2 separate regions of the Mus musculus genome follow, and region 2 is linked to region 1. Evidence: chromatin contacts called from public HiChIP or PLAC-seq data. All regions are on one chromosome and are shown on one strand. The core of a region is the stretch at or near the end of the contact, and the rest is flanking DNA. Distances in the headings are between cores, read along the strand shown. Region 1 holds the start of Aatf (apoptosis antagonizing transcription factor). Region 2 holds the start of 1700109G15Rik (RIKEN cDNA 1700109G15 gene).

Region 1 (3,752 bases), core at 666-3,165:
ATAAGGGGAAAAAAGGGGAAAGGAGTTACCTAGAGAAAAATACCAGGCCACATCTTTCATTCCAGTTAATCTGTGGGAGCTTATATGACAGAACAAACATGTTATTGTGCTCTATTCAACTGCACGAACTCACTACGTTTCTATCATCTCTAAAACGCTAACAGGAAACAAAGCCTAACTGGGCTTTAGCATCCTTTTTTTTTTTAAAGAATTATTTATTTATTTTATGTTTATGTAGCTGTCTCCACACACACCGGAATAGGGCATCGGATCCCATTACAGATGGTTATGAGCCACCATGTGGTTGCTGGGAATCAAACTCAGGACCTCTGGAAGAGCAGTCAGTGCTCTTAACCACGGAGCCATCTCTCCAGCCCTTTAGCATCCTTTTTAAAGTAACATGCTGACCTCTAAGGCCCTTCCAAGTACCAATTCAATGGTCTCTCCTAAATTAAGTGGAGACCCACAGACTTCCAGAAAGAATCCAGAAACAAAACAGTTTAACCATACAGAACTAAGCCAAGAGAAGAGTTTGGGGTGAAAATGTCTACTCACCAGATGAACTTGGCAGAGCCTGCTCCCAATGGTCTTCTTTCCAAGCTTTCCTAGAAGTGGTCTTGCCAGAATACCTTTTGTCGGTGTCCAAGAGGGAGACTGGTGCCAACTTTCTAATGCTACTCACTGCCAGATCATCTTTCTCCTCTTCCCCTTCATCAAACCTGTCAATCACTCTGGCTCTAGTGGCTGTTGGGGAGGGAGAAAAATAGAATCTTAGGTTAGAAAAATACTTTAACAGGAACCCACTTAAGCCATTTCAACCCCACACCCCACCTTCCTGTACTAGGTGAGTACTCTTAGTACTGGGCTCCACCCCAGCCCTTGATTCATTGTGTCCTCTATAACATAACATAACTAACTTACAGGAATAGGGAGTTGACTTCTGGTTTCTAAGGAGACTGCTGTCATATTGCTATCTATTTCTAAACAGAGAGCTAACTCCCTGCAACTACTAGGAGACATGTTTTTATGCCTTGGAACTTATAAATCTAGGAACGTATAAATCTGATTCTTCCTTGCTTTTCCATGGTGTTTTTTATTGTTTTTCTTTTTCAGAGGTTCTGAAAATTAAATCCAGTGCATCAAGTGTTATCGGCTACATGCCCAGGGTCCTTAATTCTTCCTCAATATGTGACAGTCATTGGGTGCTATAGACACTCATGACACCCCTCCAGTTGTCTTTCTCACACCTCCCTGACCCAAGTCTAAAGCACAATTACTCCCAGCCGGTCTCAGAACAGGTTTATGAAGAATCAGTCTGTCATCAGAATGTGGACAAATGGCTTAAGGCCTAAATAAACATGGCTAAACAGCATCGGGTAATCATTTTCATTCTCATGAAGATTTTAGAAGCAGTCAGTTTCAAACACACAAAAACCTGAAACTCATCAGGCTTCTTTCTCCTTTCGAAGGTAATACCAAGAAAAGTGGCATCCTAAACTGCTGCCAGCCGGCTGCCTGCAACTCCCCGCCAGGGTCCTGATGTCCCGCCCACCCCCAGAGTCTAGAATGCTGGATTACTGCTCACGCCACCCTCCCAAGAGACAATTTTCCCCCAGCGAAAAGGGAAGGCGAGCAGGTCCAAGCACCAGCGGCCCTTGAAGTCGGAGCCACTGCTCTGCACGTGGTTAGCCCCAGTCAGGCCTCACCCTCCTCCGGGTCGGCCTCAGGATCCGCCTCACGCGGTCTCGGATTCAGCAACTGTTCCAGCTGCAGAGCCAAGGGCTGCGGCGCCGCCATGGTCACCAGGTCACTGCCGGCGCTGCGCTCGTGAACCTGCACTGCAGCCCGAGCCCCCCGGCCCGACACTCGCAGCAGTGGCGCTACGGCCCAGACTCTACTTGGCAACTCAAGGCGGAGACCTCGCGGAGGCGGCGTTTAGAATCCCAGTAGGCAACTTCCGGGAGGCGCGCGCGCGCCGGAGGGGCGGGGCGTCGCGTCACCACTGGGCTGCTAAGCTGAGACGCAGGCGCCCGAAACCGTGGCAGGGTTGCGAGCCGCCCGAACGCGCGTGCGCCGGAGGCCCCTCGGACGCGCGGCGCGGGAGCGCGCCGGAGCACGTGACCGCTTGGAGCGAGAAAGGTTGATTGTGCTCTGAGCTGCCAGGGTCCCCTAAGCACGAAATAACGCCTCGAGCTTTGTGCGAGCTTGGTTTAGGAATTAAGCGTAAAGTAGCTGTGGCTGCTGGTGGCTGGCTGGTTTGTGAAAGGGAGTGAAGGATAAGCCTCTCAAACCTCAGGTACACACTCGAGCAAGCACAGACCCGGGACTCAAAACGGGGCTTTTCTCAGGGTAGAGGAGCCTGCGGCCAGGCACACAGCTTCGGGCCAGGATCTGAGAGGCCTGCGTGTGTTAAGTGTGCGGCGAGGTGCGATCTTTATTGATAGAAATAATTAGGAATCGCGATGGTTGTACCACAAATCAAGATTGTTTCTGTAGCTTCTTGTACCCTCTTGCCTGGGCAATCACAGGGAGGGGCAGGGGGGTAGAATTACTCTACTACAGAAGCGTTGATATTAACAGCTTTTCTGTTCAAAGATGGAGTGACTCAGTCAGACCCCCGAAACTAGTGAAGATGGGAGAAGAGAAACCCTTCACTCAGTTCTGGTATTAGATGGCCAGACTCAAAATACACAAAGACCTTAATGTGATAAATGTAATTGCACCCAGGCCCATGAAGCTATGCCATCACTTTGCATTCGTTTTTCTTTTCATGGAGCATCCCTTGACGCCCACTACTGTGGCAAGCACTGCTAGATGAAATATAGGATGTGTAAGTTAGACTCTCTCTCCACACAGTGACCAGTCTAGAAGGGCAGGAAACATGAACTGCACCGAGGAATGACAAATTTGAGTGTAAAGTGGTCTGTCTATACTGATCTGTTGGAGGTCTTCCTCCATGGAGACCTAGAATCTACTATAACAGGAAAGCTGCCTCAGAAGAATCCAGAAAAAAAAAAAAAAGAAAAAACGACTTGAATAATAGACACTGTGTCCATGCCTGTTTGTATGTTAAGACAGTCTCTTGCCTCCTACACATCATGTAATTGAAGATGACCCTGAATTTCTTGACCCTCCTGTCTCCACTGGGATTAGAGACATGTGCCTGCCACTACACCCTGTTTATTTAGAGCTAGGGGCTGAACCCAGAGTGTTCTGTACACTAAGCAGGAGCTCTTCCAGTTCTAAGTCCCCAGGCCAGTGCCATTTTTTAAGTATACTCCAGGCCAGCTGGATCCCAAAGCCAGCAACGTAGGCAACTGGTAGCTCCCCAGTAGAATCCACTGGAAGACAATTCAGACACCCTCAGATTCAGGTAGATTTCCGAATTTAAGAAATTTAAGAGATTTCTACTTTCTTGTGGCATGTCTCATGTTCCTGTCCTAACTGGTCCTTGAGTGAAGATGACCAAGCCTAGACAATAGAAAAAAAAAAAGCAACTGTTTTAGGGTAAAGCCTTTCAGACGTGGAGAGCCAAAGAATGTCAGACTAGGCGAAGACTCAGGCGAAGAAAATTGCTGTATGGCTGAGAGTAGTTTAGAGAGCTTGTTCTTTAAGGTCCTCTCCGCTGCGCTTGCAGTCGAGTCTGTGTTAGAGCCTCCATAGCAAAACATGTTCTCTATGAGGTGCAGTAGCCTTGGGCACAGAGAACAAAAATGTTCTCCTACCCCACACTTAGTAAATTCTATTCTCCT
Region 2 (4,129 bases), core at 1,440-3,939, 210 kb after region 1:
TTTAAATGTGTGTCATGCAGAATTGATGGGAATGTTTCAAGACAGGGTTTCTCTGTGTAGCCCTGGCTGTCCTGAAACTCATTCTGTAGACCAGGCTGGCCTTGAACTCAGAAATCCGTCTGTCTAAGCCTCCCAAATGCTGGGATTAAAGGCATGTGCCACCACTGCCCACTGAGATTTTAAATTTTTTTGAAACTGCATATCCTTTCACCTATTACTTCACAAAATTCGAAGTAATTTTCTCCTAAGGAAATAGCCAACAATGTAGACAGGATTTTTTTTTTTTTTTTGAGACAGGGTCTCATTGTATAGCTATGGCTAGCTTGAAACTCACTATATGGACCAGGATGGCCTTGAACTCAGAAATCTGCCTCTGTCTCCTGAGTGCTAGAATCAAAGATGTATGCCACCACGCCTGTTGTGGGAAGATATTTTTCTTTATAATAGTGAAACATATCTAGCAACTAGAGTAATGTTCAAATAATTTTTTACATACCAATTTGATCATGCTAAACATAAAAAATGTGTTTAGGATCTTTAATAACAAAGGTTAATATGCTTTTTATAATGTCCAGTGGGAAAAGCACCCAAGAAAGTATATTTCATGCTATGCTATGAATGGCATGGTACACACATATAGATTTGCATAAAAATGCAAAGATATGCTGCTAAATGTTTTTCTTTGTGTGAGATTATACACAATATACACTTTCGTTACTATTTTCTGTTTTCTACTGTTCTTAATTTAGCATGCATTACTTTTATAATGAGGAAATTAATATTATAAAGACCTTAAACTCTTGGATTCAATAAAAAAATAGGCAAAGCATATTCATGTATGATACAGAAAAACGATGAATACAGCAGAAAAAAAAAGGTCTATAAATATAAAAATCCCCAGTCTCAGTAGTAATCAGGGAAATTAAAATAACAAAGAGATTTTTTACTGATATACCAGTTTAGGAGAGAGAGAGAGAGAGAGAGAGAGAGAGAGAGAGAGAGAGAGAGAGAGAGAATGCAATGTCAAAGAAGTAATGAAATGGAGATCGTCTCTCGTGCTCTGGGGAGAGTCATCTCTGGGGAGGACAGTTAGGCGACAACTGAGAAACTGTTAAAGGCACACTCTCCTCCATTTGGTAATTCATCTTTTAGGTCTGAGCTCACAAGCCTAAGAGGCTTGTACTAGCTTAGGGGAAGCATTGCTCATTGCATGCAATATCAAAATATTAAAAACAAGCCAAACGGACGTGAATTCCGTCAGTGAATCCATTCTGTGGAATACTAGGTGACAGATACAAGAATGGAAGAGAACTGTATTTTCTGGCATAAAATGAGGGAGATGAACTGTCAGACCATTGCAGCAGGATGGTTAATGTTAAGGAAAAAAGTCTCTCTCTATACGTGTACTTATATATGTGGGTTTGGGAAATTTTTACTTCATAGATCTCTGACTGGCGAAGAGAGTGACGGGAGTGGAGGGAGGTGGCAGGGGATTTGTCCTGTGATCCTTCACTATTAAGAGTTTAACTCAGGGCTCAGCGGGTAATGGCACTTGCCACCAAGCCTGATGACCTGATGACCCAGAGCCCACATGGTGGAAGGAAAGAACAGACTCCTACAAGTCGCCCTTTGACCTCCACATGTGAACTGTGTGTGTGTGCGCACACACACACACACACAGGTTAATAAAAAAGAAAGAAAAAAAAACTAAAATAAAAAAGAATTCAAACTAAGAGGAGGCTCTAGTGTTTACTGTGTGTGGTGGTTTTGGGGGGAAAACTGGCCCCCATAAGCTCATAAGAAGTGTCACTATTAGGAGGTGTCTTCTTGTTGGAGTGGGTGTGGCTTTGTTGGAGGAAGTATGTCTCAGTCTCTTCCGGCTACCTTCTGATCCAGATGTAGAACTCTCAGCTCCTTCTCCAGCACCATGTCTGCCAGGGTGCCTCCATGCTCCCACCAGGATGATAATGAACTGAACCTCTGAATCTGTAAGCCAGCCCCAATTAAATGTTTTTTTTTTTCCTTTATAAGAGTTGCCTTGGTCATGGTGCCTCTTCACAGCAATGAAACCCTAACTAAGACACTGTGTAACTTGGAGCAAATTACTTAACTGTTCCAAACTTCAGTTCCCCCATCTATAATACAGAGCTAACAACAACTTTACATACCTCATCAGGTTGCTGAGAAGATGTGCTGAAGTTATATAGTTACTCAGAACTCCCTTTGTTCCGAGTTCAGTACACAGTAGGCCTTCAAATGTCACTTCTCCTTTTACTGTGATTACAATCAGCAACTCCACACATAAATACTCTTGTTAACAGCTGTGCAAAATAATAAATAATGCATGTAAAAGAGTGGACACATAGCCAGTTGGTGGTGCTGCACACCTTTAATCTCAGCACTTAGGAGGCAGAGGCAGGCAGATCTCAGAGTTTGAGACCAGCCTGTTCTTCAGAACTAGTTCTGGGACAGCAAAGGCTACGCAGAGAAACTCAGTCTAGAAAAACAAAGCAAAACAAAACAAAACAGAACAGAACAAGAGCTGATGTGTAAATAGCAAGAGCATCCAACGGGAAGGAAGAGAGGGAGGAAGAGAGGGAGGAAGGAAGTAGGGGCTAATGTTGCTCAAGTTGGTACTGGTACCTTCTCCTATAACCACTCTGAACCCTCTGAAGTATCTGGTCTCCCCTAAGTGGGCTCCACCTTTCTCAAAGGCGATGACAATACCCTCTGTGACCAATGAGAGTCCCTCCCCAGGGCCCAGAACAGAGTAATTGCTCAGAGTTCTGCCATATTGCATCACAGTTTGTAGAATGCTTGCTTACCATACACAAAGCCCTGAGTTTGATCCCCAGAATGCACCATATAAACCAGATGTGGTAGTGCACATTTATAATCTCAGCACTCAGAAGGTGGAGGCAGAAGAACCAGAAGATCATGAGTGTCCTCAGAAACATATGAAGTTTGAGGCTAACCTGGAATACATGAGACTCTGTCCAAAAAAGAAAAAGAAAGAGAGAGGAAGAAGAAGAGGAAGGAGGAGGAGGAAGAAGAGGAGGAGGAGAAGAAAGGAGGAGGAGGAGGAGGAGGAGGTGGAGGAGGAGGAGGAGGAGGAGGAGGAGGAGGAGGAGAAGGAGGAGAGGGCTAGAGAGATGGCTTAGCAGTTAAGAGCACTGACTGTTCTTCCAAAGGTCCTGAGTTCAAATCCCAGCAACCACATGGTGGCTCACAACCATCTGTAATGGGATCCGATGCCCTTTTCTGGGGTGTCTGAAGACAGCTACAGTGTACTAACATATAATAAATCAATAAAAAAAATTTTTTGAAAAGAAAAAAAAAAGAAGTAGAAGTAGAAGAGGAGGAGAAGAGCTCTTGAGTGTCATGAATCCCAATATCCAAACCTTGGCTCTTTCTTCCCAGCTGATCTCAGGCTGGGACATCATCCACTGAAACCTCTGAGCCTTAGCTTCCTTACTAGTCTGATAGTCTGATAGTACTTATGAACCTCATAAGGACATTGACAAGATCAAACAAGGCAGCATGTGGGAACACCAGACTCCAGTAGAGTTGTTCAATAGAGTTGACTCCTGGATGGGCCTCCCCCTGCTGGCGTAACAGAGATGGCAATGGAAAATGCCCACTGAGTCTTGCTGTCTAACCTACCCATGCTTGTCAGATACTGCCCTAAGAATCTTACATGTACCACATTTTTATCCTTTATAATCTTATTTGTTTCTTTCCCCCATGTAATTAGCCTTAATTCACAGATGGGGAAACTGAGTCTGAAAGCAGGGAAGAAACGCTCCTAAGGTCACAGAGCAGGAAATAGCAAACCAAGGACATGAGGCCAGACCTGTCTTATTCTTGAACACAAGCTGGTCATTGTTCTCCTTGGAGCAGCATGAAAGTGTGTGTGTGCGTGCGCGTGCGCATGTGTGTGTGTGTGTGTGTGTGTGTGCGCACTCCGTATCATCTATGAACAAAGTGCACGGGTGTGCAAGGCCTCAGATTTCCCCCTTCCCAAACACACACACTTAACTTTGTCAAATAAAAGAAAAGGGGGGACATTACACGGTAGTCCTGGGCAGAACTGAGGCCCTGAACTTGTGCTGGGCTCCTGGTTCAGCCG

Evidence for each region. HiChIP or PLAC-seq counts read pairs in DNA pulled down with a chosen protein or histone mark.
Region 2: an H3K4me3 HiChIP or PLAC-seq map of embryonic forebrain shows a contact between it and region 1, with 6 times the contacts expected there. The contact joins the promoter of 1700109G15Rik here to the promoter of Aatf in region 1. A contact is called at or near these places in 20 of 39 promoter capture datasets (the 3T3-L1 cell line, 3T3-L1-derived adipocytes, the C10 cell line and 12 more), 2 of 15 datasets of contacts at CTCF or cohesin (pro-B cells and stem cell-derived epiblast-like cells), 12 of 484 Hi-C or Micro-C datasets (the AtT-20 cell line, the G1E-ER4 cell line, the N1E-115 cell line and 5 more), 18 of 115 datasets of contacts at active chromatin or transcription factors (astrocytes, craniofacial prominence, embryonic basal ganglia and 9 more) and 3 of 9 other capture datasets (adipose tissue, embryonic tail and pancreatic islet).

Annotation. Positions count from the first base shown.
Region 1 is chr11:84,511,586-84,515,337 of GRCm38.p6, forward strand. Aatf (apoptosis antagonizing transcription factor) reads right to left here and starts at 1,916. Exons shown (of 13, transcript NM_019816.1): 1 at 1,707-1,916; 2 at 556-744. The coding sequence starts at 1,797.
Region 2 is chr11:84,717,743-84,721,871 of GRCm38.p6, forward strand. 1700109G15Rik (RIKEN cDNA 1700109G15 gene) reads right to left here and starts at 2,690. Exons shown (of 3, transcript NR_046197.1): 1 at 2,644-2,690; 2 at 2,169-2,321.